Linked DNA regions of Macaca mulatta: regions 1 and 2 are each linked to region 3. The links are chromatin contacts, called in public Hi-C maps. All regions are on one chromosome and are shown on one strand. Each heading gives the region's core, a stretch centred on a gene start, on an enhancer-like site or on the middle of the called end of the contact. The rest is flanking DNA. Distances are from core to core; before and after follow the strand shown. Region 1 overlaps LOC114676844. Region 2 overlaps LOC114676844. Region 3 has its middle 330 kb from the start of USP25.

Region 1 (4,244 bases), core at 1,338-3,837, 470 kb after region 3:
TCTGTAATTTATTTTTTAATATCCATTTTACTTCCACTTTCCAATTTCCATTGGTTTGTTTCTTGACAAGTTTGTCTCCTTTAGGACCTGCAACATCTCTGTTTAGTAGTGAGCTTTTCTCACTTAAAAGTACTTACTGAATGACTTCCACCTGGGAGCACGTCAATTTCCTTCATTGATGTTCCCCTATGCCTGTCAGAAGGCCTGGCACATACTAGGACTTAATAAATAATCTGTGAATTAGTGAATGAGAACTGGGAATTTAAATTTTTATGTAAATGAATGCGTCATCTACTTTCTTGTTTTGCTGAAGCATGGGGCTTAAGTTCCAACCAAGCACTCTTTAAACATGTGCCTAGGACACTAGCAGATTTCTCCAGAATTTTGCAATCTAGAGAAAAGGCAATTTTAATTTCAGGCCCGTGTGTAAATTTTTAGTTTATGGTTTAGAATTGCATTATTTTGAATTACAAATGGGAAGAACAACATGATGGTTCTCACATGTGTGTACGGGTACGTGCACATTCACTCCTATCGTTACTAAAGTAAGTCACCTGAACAACATGGCGCAAAAACAACCGCAAACCATTTTTAGTTATGTTTCCTAGATGCCTGAATCCTTTTTCAGATTCTTTTCTATTAGACAAGTCACAGTTTGATTATCTTTGAAAGTCATTGTTATGTATTGTGTGGCGTATGTGTTTATACATGGAAAAGGGGCAACATTAATCCATCATTTTGGGAAGGCACTGAATATAATGTTAAATTTTTTGCAAACGTAATCATACTTTAGATATTCTACAATTATTGCAACGTTTTTAAAAAACAAGGTTAAAGGACATGGTTCTTTTTAGTGCCACTCAGTATGCTGTTTCAGTACTAATAATGCTTGCTTTCCTGCTTGGCTTTAAATTCCGCTTAAGGAAATTGTGAAAAATTGAATTCACTCTACTTTGGTTAGAAAGTGTAGAAATGTTCATACATGGGAACTTTCACTGCCTGCTAGAATGGAAATTCATTGGGGAGGGGGAACCATGTCGTTTTACTACCTAAGAGCTGTTGACACAGTCCCTGCATCTTTCAAAGGCATCTTTCATGCCACACGGGCAAACTGTAGCCAGCGAAGAAACAGAAAGAGCCCTTCTCACAAATGTCAATCTCAAAAAACTTGCACAGCAGCTGTGCTAGGTACTGATGAGGATTACTACAGACCCAGTTGCAGGGTTTTATGTGACTAAAGAGACAACTGGCTTTCTCAGGGGAGCACTTTGTTGGAGATTGCAGCTTAGTGCATCCCCACTGTTGCTAGAAGACGTTGTGACCATGTAGTACAGAATCGGTGCCAGATAAAATCAGAAAGTAGCAAAAAGCAAGAAGAAAAACTCAGAGTTTTTTTAAATCTTAAAGTGAGAGACGAAAACAAATGTTCTGGGCTTGTTTCATTCACTTGTAAGGAAAAGGAGACAGATGAAGGGATGCCTTTAACTCAGAAAACTTGAAGGGCTTTCAGTCTTTTCATTTGAGAACCATTTGGGTGTGTTGAGAAAAAAAGTTGCAGAGTAGGCATGTTCAGACCTTTATTTGCTACATTTGGTAGGAAAGATTTTTTTTCCCCCCTCTTAACTACAAGAAGCCAGAGTTTTCTGTGCAAACGAAACAGGCGTTGCAAGAATCAGATTCACTTTGGACGACTCTTCACATTCCAAGTCATCATTGCGTTAGGCAGCACAATTCCATCTCTGGTTGATGGGCAGAAAAAGTGGGCAGCTTGCCAGGTAGACGTTTCCATGACTCCCAGCCCCCAAAGGTGATGCGTTTTTCAGCTAATTCAATGAAGAGTGGGCTGAACTTTGGGTCTAAACGAGACAATAGCTGCCTTCGCAGTATCAGCAGAATGGTTGATGGGAATGCACTCTACATTTGGCAGAGAATCATGTGACCTTACGACTGAGATTTTGTGATGGTGCCAACGGAGACTTGGAAAGCAGCAACCGTCCTGACTTTTTTCTTCTTTTCTAACATGGCTCAGAAAATGGTGGATCTTAATACTTGACTTTAGCCAGACTCAGCAAGCGACTGAGCTTTGAAGCACAACTTCGCCTTTATTCTGGGTTTTTGGCAGGCCACCAGGAGGCTGTCCCTTTCACGCCTGATAAATTCTGCTGCTTATCTCTAAATAGAAAAAAAAGAAAAGAAAATAATAATAGAATATTGAGGCATAACAAGTGAATTCCAAAATTGTATGTGCTTTTTTTTCTTTTTGCCTTTTCTGACTGCTGATTTTTATTTTTTATTTTTTATTTATTTATTATTATTATTATTATTATTTTAGGTTACTACCGTTTCTGCTTGTAGAAGAATCCAAGTAGTTGGGTCTTTTTTGGTTTTTTTTTTTTTTTTTTTTGGTTTAAAATGAACAGGCGTTTGAACTGGGCAAACAGGACGACAGCACCAGTGAGCATGAGATCATTGCATTGCAGCAGTGTAGCAAGCTGGCACCCTGCCTTTGCACCCCTTTGGTTCAGGAGACAAACGTGTGCGATCCTCATTTCTAAAGTCAGCACAGCCTGGAAGGATTCCTGGTCTCTCCCACCTTCTACCATTCTGCTGCCAGTGACGGCAAGGATTGGTGTAGCTTCTGCGCAGTGCTTTGTGCCTGGAATACCGAGAAGGAAGAAAAAGAAGACAAGCACCCTGGTCCTTTTCTAAGAAATTACAGGCGCCCTTGAAGAAAAAATCTGAGTGTGTCCTACTACATGCAAGAGTGCTGAAAAAAAAAAAAAAAAAAAAAAAAAAAAAGAGACGTTCCTGCTCAAAAACAAAAACAAAAGCAAACAAACAAAAATCCAAACCAAAACAAACCAAAAAAAAGCAAACATTGGCTGTATAACTACAGAGACATCGGGCTTTGTAAAGCAGCTTTTTAAGGCAACAGAGCCAAATGAGCCTTCTTTATTTTTATTATTTCAAACAATATGGCATAATTAGCAATATATTGCACTTGGTGAAATCGCACCTTTCATATCAGGTATAACTTTTTTTGTTGTTTTTTCTTTTAAAGGCTACTGTTATATAAAAGGGGATCCTTGAACTTTCAATTTACTCTGATGTAACTCATAGCCCACTTTACTCTTATTAACTTTTTCCTTTTCCTCTCTTGCTCTAATTTTGATTAGAATAGAAACTTAAGTAAAGATGGAAAAATCTCTATGAAAAAGACAATACATGTTTTTATGTGCGGTATACACAGAAGTTTTGGAAAGGCATTAATATATCTGTGCTTTTTGGGTCCGGTATTAGTTTTTGCTATCTAAGAAAAGTGAATGTTTAGACCTAGTGGGTAAAAAAAAGTAAATCTTTAATGTGACTTATAATTTGAAATGTGAAAGAAGAAACTTTTTAAACTAGTAGAAAAGGGTTATATTAGAATATGCACTAAATTACTGATAAATCAGATTACTTTTGGGGAAGTTATATTCAAATTATTTACAGAGATTTCAGTAGAACAAAAATAGGAATGAAAAGAGCATGTTCTCATTTGCTAGGTAGAAAACAAGCTTCTTTCATAATAATAAGCTCTTTTAAAATACATTTTAAAAGAAGTACTTGTCCTAGAGCAGTTGCAAAACGCATTGGAAATATCAAGTATATGAGTAAAAAAAGTACATACAAACTTGTTTTAAGTTCAGAGCAATGTATTGGCTCAGCAGATAACTGCATTGCATTGTAATTATTTTGTCTGTTTCTAGAAGTAAATTGCTAAGCAATTTAAGCATTTTATTAAAAAAACAGTTTTGCCTGGTTCAGTGTGAAAGGATTAGCAGATGCCTTCCAGCTATTTTAGTTTTGATAAAAAATGTTTCTAAACAAGTGTAAAAATAATTTTTAAAAGAGAATGCTTTTGAAAAATTTAGCATATACCAATGAAAACTATAATTTGCATACTAATAATTGATGTTATAATATTTTGATAAAAATATGCTTTGATAATCTGTTATGCTTTTAAAATCATATTTTATTATATTAAAAATATGTAGGGCAAACAATGAGAAATCTAGAACTGATTAATTCTGCCTTTGTGTTTGCTATTCTATGAACAATTACAGGAAATTGCACAATCCCTATATACTGATAACATTCAAATAAAACGTTTTGTTGATTATTGTTCACTAATTATTTACAAAATAGCTCTCGTTCCTCCATGCTGTCTCAGCTAATGGTACACCAACTTTCACAGGCTTAAT
Region 2 (4,814 bases), core at 173-2,672, 350 kb after region 3:
CATGACATGCATTTTTAATTAATTGGGCCTTTCAGTTTTTGTGCACCTATAAACCCTAATAGTTCAGCCTCTCTATAGGCATCTTTTCTACCTCCTATCTGAGGAAATAACATTTTATTATAAAATTACAGTTTTTTGTAATTTAGATCTCTAGTTTCTAAAATAAGAAAACAGACCTATCATTTGGGGCAAGAATAGAAACAAAATAAACTCTCCTGTTAAAGCAGAGGAAACAACTTTCTGACAAAAAAAAAAAAAATTGAAGACACAGCTTTGGTGTATTTCAGGAACATTTCACTTTTGTTCATCTTCTGACTGCACTGTGAACCCTCATAGCTAGATCAAAATTCGTTACATTAATAAACAAAAACAAAAATTCTGTCTATTTGCCTTACGTTAAAAGATATCCTTTTGCCTGATGCAACAATGGAAACTAAAATCTCTAAAGAGAAACGTGCTGGCTTCTCTCACCATCGTCGTCCAATAGGAAGGAATTTGGTCAGGAGTAAAAATAACTCAGTTATGGTCCATGTTATTACACTCTTCTGAGCTTCTTTCTCCCTTCCACATGTTGAATGACTTTCTGGTTTCTTTTTGCCACATACATAATGTTTGGCTCCTATCTCCTGTGCAATCAATCTTCATTATTGGATCTCTTCCCCCTCCTACAATCAGATCATTTTGATTATGACTTTAATTGTACATTCCCTAACTAACTTCTCTCTAGTTTATTTTTAACCTCAGACTACCTGTGGGCATAACGTTTTACAATTCAGAATGTGAATTTTACACTTAGTCTAACAACTAAATAAGCTTAGAAATTTAGGAATGGTAAATTAGGTCACTTGATGCTTTTTCACACAAGGAAAGCAAACTTCTTGTGTGCCTAGGTGTTGCTTTTGGAGAAACTTTCCTGAGCATTGAGGAGTCAGTGCTAACTCCTGCAACCACGTGAGTCTCTCCGACTCTGTGATGCCAACTTAACCATCTTGCTATAGTGGAAGAGCTTTAGGTTGGAGTGAATGGGTACCATCTTTGTTCTTAGGGGTGTACTCTAGGGACCTTGTTTTTGTAGGAACACACAAGGGCTATTTTAGTGTTAATTGGAACACATCAGAAGAGTTTACATTTGAATTTCAAAGAAACGTAGGAATCCTTGTTACCTTCAAATCTCAAACTTTCTCCATGATATAAAATATCAGTCTTCATTTAAAAGATCAGAAATTACCCCAATGACCAGATCCAAATGCTGAACAACAAACAGTCCAGATTTACCATGAGGAATAGGGTTAATATTTGCTCCCCAATGACAAATCCCAACCCGGAACAGATTTCAGCCAGGCAGCTAGCAAAGCTCGCGGGTGAACTGCACAGGCCATGGTGGGTGCAGAGCTCAGAGCCGGAAAGCAAACAGCTGCTGTAGCCTGATTTGAGTTAAAATAGTGTGAGTGTTTAGTCTGGCGCACGGCTTCAGGGGAGATTGGCAGCTGGGTCAAACAAAGTCCTTCCATTGGCTCCCTTCCCAGGCAGCTTCTGCTAGTGTTTAGGTACTAGTGTAGTGTAGAACCCTTTTCTCAGGCAAAACCTAACATCTGACCGCACCCTTTTTGCTATTTAAAAAAAAAAAAAAAAAAAAAAAAAAGCTTCTATTTTTTTTCCTCCTTTCGTTAAGATAAATTCTCCAGTAGACAACCTCTCCCACTAATTGTGTATTAGCAACGTATTTTATCTTGAGAGCTTGTACACTGGGCTCTCAACGTGGTGTGGAAGGTAGCCTGTTACAGTGCTGGATTCATAAAAGGGCCTTTATGGTTTGTGAAAGAATATCTGTGTGCTTAGGAAGGAAACTTTTTGATCTGCAGAAAAGCCAGAAGACATCTAGGTAAGACTGCGATATCAAATGTACTTTTTTTGGGGAAAATTGGGCAGTGAGACTGCTTCATCGCAACCAGTGTGAGTTTAGAGGGTGCATGTTCACTTTTGTAGAAGTTCAAAATGTACTGACGATTGTTTGCTTATTTTTTGTTTGTTTGTTTAAATCTTAAAGGAATACTGTCGTCTGCATTTTTACAATTTTGTTTTCTTCTATTGAACCGATTACAGTGGATATAGAGTTTTATTATATAGCGAAATCTTTGTAAACTGCCACAGAAAGAAAGTGTTATTTAGAAGGGAAATTGACAAGTTTTAAAGAGTAATTGTACAATCATTTGAGGACAGAGGAACACTGCATTATACTAATAAGGGTTTAATTACCAAAAAAAGTTTAATGTTGCTTTGGAAGGAATATTAAGTAAGTTGTCTTTGTCTCTTACTTTTTAATTTTAGTCGCTGATTTAGCCTGTTGGGTCACATTTTTTGTTAGTGCTGAAGGCTGCCATGAATCCATAATGAGGCCCCTTTGCACATGATTTTGGCACCTGGCCAAAATCAACTTCCCAGCGGCAAGCTTTCTCTAAAGAACCTGGAGCAATTTCTTTCTTTCTTTCTTTTTTTTTTTTGATCTGGAATCATGTCTGAAAGCTGCCACAACCAGTTGTATAGGCATGTCAAAATGACTTTATACAGTCAATATGAAACAAGCATTAAATATTTTTTTCTCATATTGGTGCTTTTATCATTATGAATTCCTTGCTTGTTGCCACCTAAGATACGATGGAACAAGCACAGTCTTAAAGAAGATTTACTGATTTTTTGTTTTTCTCAGCAGACCAGAGTAGGTATGATCATCTTATTGAGAAGTATACAGTGCAAAAAAGGTTTTTCAAAATACTGCAGGATAAATAACAAATGAAATCTTAAAATTGTTAGTCTCTGTAAGTAATACTCAGTGAACAGTAAGTAATGGAGTTTTCTAGAAGTTTCGTTGTGCGCGCAATTAAGCTTAACGTTTTAATAGTGTTTTTGTCTATGTTAAAATGTAGCATTTGGGATTTTTAAAATGTCAGCATTTGTTATATAATTTTAAAAACTTATTAACACCTTGATATTATTTCTAACAAATGTTTTAATAGAAATGCTTGGTGCATAGACATGGCTGAATAGCATTAAGTAATTGTGTTTAATTGCTGTTTTGCAATAAAAAGATAATTTTTCATGAAAGAAATTTTGAAGCTCAAAGGTACTTACATCCCATATCTGGAACTATTATTAATTTTGATATTACTATAACTGAATTTTGTTCTGTAAGCCAATTTTATACTCTAGTGTTTTAAGAGTTAAATTCACGAATGTCAATGAAATACTATAGTAATCAAATATTAACACCTCAGATTTTTCTATAGCCATTTTCAATAGTATCTTTAGACATTAAGCATGGGTACATTACAGAATAATTAAAAGCAGAAAAGTGTAATATTAGTTGCTCTATTTTTTTAAAACAAATTTTATTATCACTATCATAAATGCTATTATGCCTTGTGTGTTAATCTGTAGTAATCCAGAGTGCAACTTTATTTTACTAGAAACAGTCATATTTCTCTTTAAAATATTGATGGGAATCAGATATATTATTTTTTAAGAGTGACCTAATTAAGAGATTTCTTACTAGGCATGTTTATTCTGTATTTATCTCCCCTTTACGTATAGAATATTGCTAATTTTGGTGATAGAAAAGATCATATTAATTTTAGGTAAATTTTAGGATTAGAAAATGTCTCCTGATTTCCTTCAGGTCATTTTTGTAAATATACAATTTATATTTGCTTTCCTGTGGACTGAATTATGATACTGTAAATACCTTGCTATTAGTTTAACCAAGACATGGAGTGTTTTGAATTTTCATACCAGTCAACATTAAAATCCGTAGAAGTTATAAATTGTTATCAATAGAAATTTACCTAGATAAGTTCTCTTTGTATGTGAGTTTACAGCTGAATTCTCATTTAATGTAATCTTTGTAATTTATATAAAAGAAGTTAATAAAGGTAAATGTTTCAAAACTTGGATTAAAACCCAAACATTTTCACATTTATTATCACGAAACAGGTGCAGGAAAAATAAGATAGCCTCTCTTGTTCAGCATGATTCTCAGTTAAAAGTTATTTTTTAATTCAATTTTAATTTTAATTTTAGCTCTTACACACATCTTCTGTTTTTATTTTTTGATTATTTTGAATCAACTGTTGTATTTAGCATTTGAAATTGATAGATTATTTTTCTAATATTTACTAAGAAATGTTTTAACTGAAAATTATAGGGTATTTTTGGTTAATTAGAGCCCATAGCAAAGTAAATGCCATCAAATATAGAACTTTTCAAGTATACAGAAATGTTAGTTTGTGAGTTCAGAAGAAACTTAATTGTACACGATTACTGACAAATATTTTTTAGTTGAGGTAGAGACAAATAAGTATTAAGGGCAATTTAGATTATCTTCCTTACTGAAATAGCTAAAAAATTTACTTTCTTTTTCTATGGCAATGAGTTGTAATTATTTCCATAATGTAGGCTTTTTTAGCAGAATTACTAGCTAATATTCCCTAGGATCATAAATGCAAAACACTGATTACATTTCCTTCATTGAGTTAACATTTTAAAAATACTATATGGAAATGCGATTGCTTGTAAAAAGAAAAATATTTTAATATTTTTGTTGAATTTCTTCAATTTATAAAGAATAGCTCAAACAAGATTTTTCGTTCATCTTTTCCCCCGTACTTATGTTGGAAATATTAAAATCTATGAAATTTTACAATGTGGAATCTCTTTTACTCTTCAGAAAAAGTGAAATTCATTTGTAGTTGTCATTTCAAATTATGGACTTCTATCATTTTAAATGTGACAGGGTTTTTTGTTTGTTTATTTTAATTATG
Region 3 (4,830 bases), core at 1,427-3,926:
GTTGCATAAGTTTTGCTTTTTTCTGAAATTTCCTGCATTCCCTTAGAGAAAAAAGGATTTCACATTATCTATCAAGTAACTAATTTACATATTTGATCTCAGGTATTTTGATTTCAATGTGTGTAGCAGTTCAGGAATAAAAATGTTGTATTTCTTATATTATTTGTGTGTTTATGATTGAGCCTTATGATCTTTTGGTTTAGTTAGGAATTTGCCTTCCCCATCCCTCCTATTAAAACTTGATTTTTGGAAAGTATAGATAGAAGAGCTGTGCTTTTCTTTTAAAATGCTAATAAAATTCAAAAGCAACTTGAATACATTTTATGATACAAATTTTACATATATTTAAAACCAGGACTACAAAATATAAATGTATAAAAAATGGTTGGGATTCTTTCTCTGTGGAATGAGTATATATTATATACATACAGCCCTATGAGTATAAATAGGTTACTGTTTCTCCTAAAGTGCCTACGTTCATGATGAATTCCGATCCTTATTACAGAATCATGAGCTAGAAATCAAAATACACCAATAGATATAGGTAAACGCTGGTAAAATTCTGACTTAGAAAATAATCAAAGCTTAAAGCTTATCATTTTGATTTGGAGCAAGAAATATGTAAATTATGAAATCATGAGCAGCTTCTGAGCACACCCCCTTTATGTTACCTGCAAAGACCTGAGTCAGAAGCCTGCATTTCAAAATGCTTATTTTTTATTTTTATTTTTTACAGTGTGGATGAATGGCCACGAATAATACAAATTGGCTTTACTTTCCAAGTTTATTATCCTTCAACATTCGTTGGCGGGTTAGCGACATCATTTACTATATAATGAGGTAACCCCCAAATGAAACCTCCAAACATCGTCTCTTTCTGGTCATCATAGGCTGCCATTCTTCCCCTAGAAATTAACACGTCTGTATGCGGGATTGTGCCTTTTCATCCCCTGCTGCAGAGTCAGCGGTCATAAGAGCTTTTGTGTTCATGAATATGTAAATGCAACATGCATAAAATAAAATAAAAAAGCAGACAGTTTCTACCACAGACCGTGCCTAACTCTGCTGAACTAATACACAAAAAGCTAAGATTTAATTTTTCAAGCATTTTGAGTCAATGTTTCAAGGCATGACATAATTATGTAATATGAAAATACATAAATTAGGCATATGCAGATGTGCATGACAGTTAGACTCTAAATAAATCGGCTTGAGCTTGTAGTCATGGCTATAATGATTCGTGCAGATTCACTTACTCCTTCACTCTGATGCCTGGTAATAGGGGGGAAATGCCTTAGGTCTTTAATGACCTTGTATGTAGTGACTAGATTCTACTCCCATACTTCACTCCAATAAATGACGAAGAAATGTTTAAATAATATGTATTATTTGTATATGTATGTACGTGTGTGTATATATATATATTATACACACACACATGCTTTTTTTCTTTTGAAGGGGAAAAGCGATGGCTATATTCCACTGAAGTATTCTGGAGGAAGCTGTGGGAAGAAAATTGGCGGATTTTATTATTGAAATAAGCAAGCATTTCCATGCATATTTTTACGGCATGCATGGCTATGCACCACTCTGTGCAAACAGTGCTATTGCAGCTTGGGCGCGGTAATTAGGTTGATGTAATTATGGTGAAATAAAGGCAGTCGCACTGATAATTTCGCAGTGAATATTAAAGACATATGTGCCTTCCAGTGTACAATAAATGAACCTGAACTGCTGTCAGGGTCTAGGAAGACAGTGTGGCCAATGCACCTATTGTGTCCCGGCTGCAGAAAGGAGCCTGCCGATTGGCCACTGTCTGCAGCACATAGCACTGGCTGGTTATAAAGGACTTGTCTAGGGGAGAGCCTGTAGGTACTCCATTGTCTGGTAAAGTTCATATGACTGCATTCTTTTTTGCAAGGCGGGTGGAGGGAGAGCGGGGAAGGAGGGGGTGTCGGCTCAACTGTAAAAGCTGCACAGATTTTTTTCTTTCTCTCTCTCTGCCTCTCCATAGATCGTTTCTGTTTCATGCCCTGTCTCATTTCGCATAGCTAAAAAAGAATGCTAATTAAGATCCCTTGTCTTAACCTGAAAAATAATGACTCGGCTGTAATTAGAAATCCGGTGAGAGTTTAAAATTCTGGTAGGGGACCAAAAACATCAGTTACGGTGCTTAGGAAGAAAATGAAGAATTATTTTTCTGTAATCAAGGTAAACATGGGAGAGGGGGGTTCCCCCCGTCTTTTTAACCAATTTTAACCAATGGTGTTCTACTGCAGATGAGAAGATACTGTATTTCAAAAACTATTTTAACCATCAAATTGAAGCAACACAAATCAGTAGCAATAGAAGCCTTCTTAATCCTCCTTAGGATGCAATTCAGATGAAAGAACTGCTTTTTTTTTCCTATTTTTCTTTTTGTATGTGTGTTATAGATGGATCTGAGAACGCTGTCTGGGCTTGGTGCCAAGGGCTGGTATTTCACAGCAGCGACCGCCTCACAGACGAGCTGTGGGAAGCAGGAGGGAGACTCTCTCTTAGGGTGCCACTACTATGGAGACACAGCTGGGCTGAACAAGATTTGCTTCAAACGACAACAAGAGAGACAGAAAGTATCTGGTTCAACCGCTGCCCGAGCAGGCAGGCACCAGAAGAGCTAGCAGCCAATCCGGCCATGCTCGAAGCCAGCTCTGCAGCTCAGCCAATCAGTGACATCACTGGTGAGAAACTCATTTACATCATGCAGTAATGAACTTTGTTTAACATAGCCTTCCCCCTTTCCTGTCACCCCCCCTTTCCATATTAGGTCCTTCCATTAATTATTCTGCTGGCATAATTTAAACCGCTATGCAAAAATGTGGCTACATTCTGTCCGATGGCTTTTACCTTTTTTTTTTTTTTTTTACCCCATTGGTGTCTGCCGTCACTGAAAGTGATTCCGGTTACAATTCTATTTTGTTTTGAATTTGCAAAAATTATCTTCTCTTTCTTAAAAAAAAAATTCTTAACAACATCAAACCTCTGTTTATATTGTCTGATCCCTCTTCTTATGAATGAATACATGCTTCTCCAAGTTGGGGTTCAGAATTGTACAAGGTAACAGAGAATAAGGGGTGCATTGCCATGGAAGTTGCAGGTTTTTCAAACAATCTGTGTCTTAGAACATCCTTTAACGTTTCCAGATTTTATGCTGCAGTGGCCATTTTACATACAGTGCTTTATCCAAAAAGCACTTATGTGCATCTGTCACATGGAGGAAAGTTCACTCTTGTTATATTTCATTCTCCACTGCTCTCGGCCAACATTGTCATTTTATTAATGAATAGAACTGAGGTCATTTCTGGACAAATCTCCCCCTTCCCACCCCAGCACAATGCACCTGATTTGCATCCATTTACTAGAAAAACTGAATACAAGAACCAGCTTGAAAAGAAGTTAAGGGACCAGCTTACATATTATTTCAGAATTTATTGCCGTTATACAGTTTGTTTTTTAAAATGTATAATATTTAACATTTGCCTTAGTGTTTCTATAAAAATGCCTGGTCTCCATTCGCAATGTAATGCCTTTAGCAAATTTATGGGATTGTTACATAACCAAAGTAGATCAAATGAAATAATGTTCACAAACGAGTTCATTTGTCTGCAGAAAACCTTTGGAAATACAATTTTGCGTTGCACATTTATATTTAGCTGTCAGGGATAAATTCATTTGTTCTATAGATAACTTAAAGAGGCTGGAACATGTGGCATGTGAAGATTTCAGGTTGCTTTATAAAATCCCAGAGAGCAAAACTGGGTCACACTTCAATGCAATTTCTATTAAGTCATATCTTTATTGCATATTTGCGTTAAAGGCACACTGTTTTCTAGCAGAGAAGGTGAAGTTTCGTTGTCTTTCTTTTAAAAGGATGTTTTGAATATAATTATTCAAAAACATGGAATTTAAAAAATATTGACAAGGGTTTCATAATAGTGCATGATTCGTTTAAGAAGCTTAGAGAGTGCAATGATAGGCATAGTCACTTTTTAAAACATATGAAGGATTTAGATGGGAAACCATGGCCCTTTTAATTCATGAGGCATTCCATCATCCCATCATCAGTATTCAGGGGGCGACTGTCCCGAATCAGTCACGAGCTCCCCTGCTGCAGATCCTGTAATTTGAATCATGTGTAATAATATATTATCCTACTGGGGGCCTTCTTTCAGTAGGAGAATGGTTTATACATTCTGCTATAAGAGAACTTTTGGCTTCTAGCCGACTCACAGCCATTACTCACATAGGCAATCACGATCGTCTTCCTTAAGGAATAACATCTGCACAACCTCCAGAGCCAAAAATCTGCAACCTCCCGCACAGTGTGAATTATGATTTCTTGGAATTGGGATCACTTGACAAACTGAAGTAGAAAAATGGAAGGTTTAAAGGAATGGATCAACATTTTATTGAGTGTGCCATGTGGCGACAGCGCAAATTCCCATTCCTTTGAAATGATGGAGAATGGTGAGGAAAGGAGGCCAAAAATATACCTACATGTGTTCATTTGATTTTTAGACACAGCCGAAATGTAATGTGTTTTATGAAGATGTGGCTGCCTCTGTGTTTTTCTGTGGACATCCTAGCAAGGTCCTGTAAAGGGCGCAGCAACGTGGAGAAATAAACGGGGGGCGAAGGTGACTGTGAAAGCAGAGAAATTGTGTCACCTCGAGAAGGAAGCAATGTAATATCACAGGAACCGTTCTGACCCCGGAGTTAAAAATTATAGTGTGCCTCTGATGCTTTCTCTTGTTATCACCTTGATCAGGTCACTTAATTTCTTTCCATTTT

The links. A called contact is a pair of places that touch in the nucleus more often than the background predicts.
Region 1: a contact with region 3 is called in a Hi-C map of fetal cortical plate, with 5 times the contacts expected there. The contact joins two enhancer-like sites. A contact is called at or near these places in 2 of 14 Hi-C or Micro-C datasets (fetal cortex germinal zone and fetal cortical plate).
Region 2: a contact with region 3 is called in a Hi-C map of fetal cortical plate, with 4 times the contacts expected there. The contact joins two enhancer-like sites. A contact is called at or near these places in 3 of 14 Hi-C or Micro-C datasets (fetal cortex germinal zone, fetal cortical plate and fibroblasts).

What each region holds. Positions count from the first base shown.
Region 1 is chr3:31,181,069-31,185,312 of T2T-MMU8v2.0, reverse strand. The region is part of intron 4 of LOC114676844; the gene reads left to right. Among named protein-coding and RNA genes, the nearest start is that of MIR99A, 4.3 kb to the right of the region's middle. Within about 2 kb of position 2,587, at least 19 of the 40 cell types and tissues checked have an H3K27ac peak or open chromatin away from gene starts, as enhancers often do. A contact at or near this core is called in fetal cortex germinal zone and fetal cortical plate, where this site is marked.
Region 2 is chr3:31,296,354-31,301,167 of T2T-MMU8v2.0, reverse strand. All of the region lies in intron 3 of LOC114676844, which reads left to right. Among named protein-coding and RNA genes, the nearest start is that of MIR99A, 120 kb to the right of the region's middle. Within about 2 kb of position 1,422, at least 15 of the 40 cell types and tissues checked have an H3K27ac peak or open chromatin away from gene starts, as enhancers often do. A contact at or near this core is called in fetal cortex germinal zone and fetal cortical plate, where this site is marked.
Region 3 is chr3:31,648,582-31,653,411 of T2T-MMU8v2.0, reverse strand. No RefSeq gene overlaps it. Among named protein-coding and RNA genes, the nearest start is that of USP25, 330 kb to the left of the region's middle. Within about 2 kb of position 2,676, at least 19 of the 40 cell types and tissues checked have an H3K27ac peak or open chromatin away from gene starts, as enhancers often do. A contact at or near this core is called in fetal cortex germinal zone and fetal cortical plate, where this site is marked.